Linked DNA regions of Capra hircus: region 1 is linked to region 2. The links are chromatin contacts, called in public Hi-C maps. All regions are on one chromosome and are shown on one strand. Each heading gives the region's core, a stretch centred on a gene start, on an enhancer-like site or on the middle of the called end of the contact. The rest is flanking DNA. Distances are from core to core; before and after follow the strand shown.

What was found. Hi-C and Micro-C count contacts between places; a contact is called where the count stands out from the background.
Region 1: a contact with region 2 is called in a Hi-C map of blood, with 4 times the contacts expected there. The contact joins the promoter of ELFN2 here to the enhancer-like site in region 2. A contact is called at or near these places in 3 of 5 Hi-C or Micro-C datasets (all in blood).

The regions. Positions count from the first base shown.
Region 1 is chr5:74,517,003-74,519,702 of ARS1.2, reverse strand. It overlaps ELFN2 (protein phosphatase 1 regulatory subunit 29), which reads left to right and starts at 1,341. Exons shown (of 3, transcript XM_018048309.1): 1 at 1,341-1,502.
Region 2 is chr5:74,363,808-74,366,507 of ARS1.2, reverse strand. No RefSeq gene overlaps it. Among named protein-coding and RNA genes, the nearest start is that of CYTH4, 10 kb to the left of the region's middle. Within about 2 kb of position 1,422, at least 1 of the 5 cell types and tissues checked has an H3K27ac peak or open chromatin away from gene starts, as enhancers often do.

The sequences.
Region 1 (2,700 bases), core at 92-2,591, 150 kb before region 2:
ACTCCGAGGAGTTCCTCGCACACACCAGGTGGTCTCACGCCTCTGTGCCCTTGCACATGATGTTCCCACAGTCTGAGACACCCTCCTCCACCTTCTTCAGTTGACCAGCTCCTACTCATCCGTTGATTTAGCTCAGGCAATGGCTTTTTCCAGAGAGTCTCTTCCATTCCTGGCCCAGATGAGATGCTTCTTCTGGGAGTTCCTGCAGCCCATTTTGCTGTGCACGACTTGAGGACTGGCACTGGCTCAAGCGGCCCCATAAAAGTGATTGAGACGCCTAAGGCCTGTCCCGAGCAGAGCTTCAGCCAGTAGGTGTGCCGGCCCAGGGGCCAAGGAGGGGCCTGTTTCTTTCTGCACGGGAAGGACATAAGCCAAATCTTCTCACTGGATGCTTGTGTACCAAGTGTGTGTGTGTGTGTGTGTAGGGTGGGGGGTTATAGGGCCCGCATGCCAGAGCTTCTTCCTGCATCTCCTCCCTCTGTGTTTATGTGGGGGACAGTGGCTAGGGAGAGGCTAGGGCTCCAAGGCCTTAGGAAGCATCTCTGGGCTGCAGCAGAGCCCAGTGCGCCCCTGGCCATACTTCGCGAGGGCTGGGGAAAGGTAGTGAGCACTGCCTAGAGTCCTGGTCCAAGGACAGAGAGACCTGGAATCTAGTAGTACTGTCTCTGCTACCAAGCTGGCTTCTGACCTTGGGGGATTCCCTGCGCTCCGCAAGCCTCAGTTGTCTTGCCTGTAAAATGGGAACGCACCAGCCACACTCCTCCAGTTGCCAGGGGTTGAACACAGGACTGGCGATCGGGGAGCGGGCTGCTGGGGATGGGGTGTGGGGAGCGGGGGAGGGGGGGTTCCACTGCTGGGGACGGGAAGTCCAGGGGCTGCAGGCGTCTTCGGGCGGGCGCTGGGGGGCGCCGCGCACCTAGGGCGGCTCGCCCCTCCGTAAGTTTGCCTCCAGCTGTTGAATGCGCCCGGGGCGGCGGTGGGACCGGGTTCCCGCAGGGTCAGGGGGCCGGGGGCCAGGGCGTGCTCGGGACTTAGTCGTCTGCGGGGCCTCGGCTGGCAGCGGCGGAGCCCGGCGCGGCCCCGGCCCGGCGGGCGTGTGTCTGTGAGCGTGCGTGTGTCCGCGGCGGCATCGAGCCTGGAGAGGGGGCGGGAGGGGTCTCGCTGCGGCGAGGCCTGCGGAGGGCGCGGGCGCGGGCGCGGGTGGCGAGGGCGGCGGACAGCCTGCGGCCGCGGCCCCTGACGCACGCTGCGCTCCAGCCCCCTCCCGGGCGCGGGCCCCGGCGGGGCAGAGGCGCGAGGCGGGCGGCGGGGTCTGCGCGCACCCGGCGGCGGCTCGCAGACACACCGGCCGCGCCACAGACACACGCCACGCACCGAGCCCGCCGGGCGCCGAGCGCATCGCCCCGCGCCCGCACTCGCACTCACACTCACACTCGTGCGCAGGCCCCGCAGCCGCCGCGATCGGAGGCGGTGCTCGGCCTGGAGCCCGGCAGGGGCCGGAGGTGAGTGAATTCCTTCGGATCTGAGAGCCCGCGGCCGGCCCAGACGGTGGGAGTGGGCGCTGGGACCGGAGGACACCCGCTCCGCCATGGGGGTGGGGCTTGGAGGAGAACTCAGCCGGGGGAGGTTGAGACGGGGAAAGCCACCCCCGGCGCCTCCTGGGTCGGGGGATCCCCGTGAGACGGCCCCCCACCCCTCCTCCGGGAGGACCACCCTGTGCAGGCCTGGGGGTGGTGGACGGAGGCGGGGTGGGAGGACAAGGAGGACGGTCGGTGAGGTGAGCAGTTTCGGGGGGTGGTGCAGAGGTTTGATGGTGGACGGTCGTGCCAACCAGTACAACAGCGCGCCTCTCTGCCCCCATCTTTGCGATTCGGGGGCCCTCACACCCCTCTTTCAGGGAGTGGTGCGGGGGTCAAGGAATTCATCTTCTAGCTGGTAAGGGGGAGTTGATTGGTGCGGGATGACAGCTGAGGTGGGGGGGTGGGAGCTAGGGTGGGGCTTTACTCCCCTTCCCCGAAGGAGGACAACGGTTTGGTAAGAGGACCAAAATTGGGGAGTGGGGGCTTCCAGGAGGTGGGGACCTTTGCGAAGGCTTTACCCCTTCCTCTGATGGCGCTGGTGTGGGGCAAGCAGGGAGGCAGCAGAAATCGGCAGACTGCAGCTCTGGCAGGGCCAGGGCCAATGCTGGTGTGTGTGTGTGTGTGTGTGTGTGTCTTCCAACAACTGGCAGAAGAGGGGGGCAAGGGGTGGGTGTGTTGGTTGGTAAGATGATGTGTGCACGTGGGGAAGGATGTGTGTTCTGTGTGCGCACACAAGGCTGTGTGCAGGGATGGACTCCGCTCTGTCTGCACACACACACACACACACACAGGCGCCTGCGCGCACACGCACACACACACACACACACTCTCTCTCTTTCTCTCTGTCTGTGGTCTAGCAGAATATTTGGAGGGGAGAAGGCTGTGTGTTTTTCTATGTGTGCACTGGGGGAGCTTGTGTCCAGGACAGAGATGGCCAGATTGTGGTGTGTCAGGTGTGCCCAAGAAGGGAGATGACTGGGATGGTGGTGCTGACCCTCCCTGGGTTCAGCTCCTGAGGAACGTGGAGGAACGTGGTACGTGGTACTTGAAGGCACTTTCTGCAGCTCTGGGCTCCCTGCTGTGTCCCTTCCACCTGGACCCCTCCCACCCAAGTGCCTGC
Region 2 (2,700 bases), core at 173-2,672:
GTGCTTTCTCAGCTCAGTGGGTCTCAAAACTGGCTCCTTGCATGTTTTCCAGCTCAGCAAAGGGCAACACTGCTTCCCTGCTCCCACCTCACCCCCAGTCACTCAGGTGGGATCCCAAGTGTCAATTTTGACCCCTTCTCTTCCCTCCTCCCTGCCTGGACAATCAATGTTCCCTAGAGCCTGGTGTCTGGAACGACTCTCAGAGCCATGGACTCCCTATTCAGGAGCCCTGCCTCCTTGCTGCCACCTCCCTATTCAGGCCATCATTGTCCTTCCTCTTGTGACAGGCCAAGTAGGTCCTTTGGCCTCAAGCCTTGCCCCACCCTTACCCTGACCCTTTGCCCTCATAGTACTCAGACTAATTTTTCTAAGACATAAATCTGGTCACGCCACTCTTCTGCCTAAGAACCTTTAGTTGGCTCCCTTTTGCCTTCAGGACAATAATATTTGTTTTCATTGCTGGATCATAAACTCTAAGGGGCTGGTTCTAACACATTAGCCTGAGGAACATGGTGATGTTAAGTATTTGTCGAACGAATAAATGGCTGGGGTGGGTGTCAGGGTTTGACGAAATCTGTTCTCAGGACTTTTTGATCCCCGACCTTCTATGTTTTACAACTGCAAAGTCCCTTCTAACCAAAAGGCAGGTGGCTAGCCGGCACCTCTTCTCCATCTGCTAACCGTGGTTTCAGAGATGGCAATGCTCCCAGTGGGGCCCTGGGATGAAATGAGAGCCATTATTTCTCTCTGAGGTTGGTCATCCCCACGTGATCATGGCAGCTCTGGTAACCAGAACCTTCAGTTATCAGGAAGCCAGGCCCCTAGGCCAGGCTGGGCCATAGGACTCATGTCCAGGGATGGTGATATAAATCAGTTTGTGATGGCAACGGGCCTGCAATCCTGAAATCCCCTCAATCCTGAAATCTGCTCAAAGGCCGCTTATGGTTATGGAGGAAAAAATGGTGGCGGGGCTTTTTATTCTTTATCTCCTGTCCGATTGCCTTGGTTGCCCCTCAGACTCTGCTGTTCGGGTCACCAGGCTGTTGGGAGTGCTGAGAGGAGGCCCCAATTGGTTTCTTCAAGTGACCCCAGGCCCACAGGGCCCTGAGATGGTCCTGGGACAGATGAGGCATGTGAATTGGCTAAAGTCGTCACTGAGTAGGGATGGACAAAGACTTCTGACCCCCACCTGCTAGAACTTTCTCTCTGGGCCCGGGTCTGCAGGCCAGGACAAGGGGCCTCACGGCTGGGGGTCACTCTGGGCAGGGGGTGGAAGGCATGGGATGATACCAGGCAGTCAAGCTTCCCCTGCTTCCTCCGTCCCCCTTGGCTGTGTGACAGGAACTAAAGGCCTTAGTCACATCAGCCTCAGTCTCCAGCTCTATAGAATGGGCTCGTTTGCCCACCCAAGACCAACCCAGAGTGCGCTCTTTGAGGCTCAAGGGCTCTGGGCTCCCAGTAAGTGGTCGGAGCCTGGCAGACACGGCCAGGTCCCCACCAGCTGTGGCCCACTTTCCCTTCCTGGGCCTCTTTTTCCTTCTCTCTAAAACCTGGGATCATGTCAGCACCTCCCACGAGGGAAGGTGTGAGGAATTTCATGAAAGAATCCACAAAAAGCAGCCAACACCCAGTCATGGGGAACCCAGGAGTTTCTGACCACCCTCTTCCCTTCCCTCTACCTTGGGTTCCTCTGAGACCAAAACCAGCCCACGGGCTCCACCCTGTGGTGACTGAGGGGATACCACTCAGAGAAGCCATGGCCTGGAGCTCCTCTGAGGGGTCTGTGTGGGGGTCAGGGTTGGGCGCTGGGAATAACGTGGCAGCGGTGGCCCAAACCTGCCTTCTTTTTCATTCTCCATCACTTCCCTTCCTGACTCTCCATGCTGGCTCAGGGTGGGGATGGGGGTGGTGGTGAAATGATGTCTTGGGGGAGATGGGTGAGGGGTAAGGAGGTTCTGGAGTGGTAGGTAAGGTCAGGACCAAGGGAGGCAGATGAGGTCATACAACTGCTGGATGAGATTTAATCTTTATTTCAAAGGTAAAAAATTAACATTACTTTGATATTTTGTTCACCATGACTTTTTGGCACCTGATTTCCAAAGCTATCACCTAAAGGTTAATTTATCTTGATCAGTGACTTTGGCTTCCCTTTAGCACCAGAGATGACTGCCTCAAAGTGTCTCACCCTAGTCCAGCCCCTTTTGGGGGGTAGTGGGGGTAAGTTGGGGGAGGCTGGACTTCAGCGGGAAAAGCCTCACAGGCGGCCTCTTGACTCCATCCAGTGACTGGCCCACCCTCCCGGTCTCCGTCCATCATCCACCATCCTTTCTTTCCTCCATCCCCTCACCATCTGTCCATCTGCCAGGGTGGTTGAGAACCTGCATTCTCCATTTAGATGGGCTACATTTGCTTCCTGGCTTCCCATCCTGGGTGACCTATGTGTCCACTCAGCATCTACAGGTCCCATTTGACAGAGTTTTACATTTAAAAATCATTCCTGTAATGCTTGAATACATTGTTAAACAATCCATTGATCCTTGATGTTCACAAACATTCAGTGAAATAGTCATGATTATCCTCATTTTACAGATGAGGAACTGAGGTCCCCAGGGTGAAGTGTATTGTCCAGGGTCCCAGGGTCTGTGAGCGGTAGGGATGTGAGATCCCACAACAGCCACATCTGTCTTTTCATGTCACTGC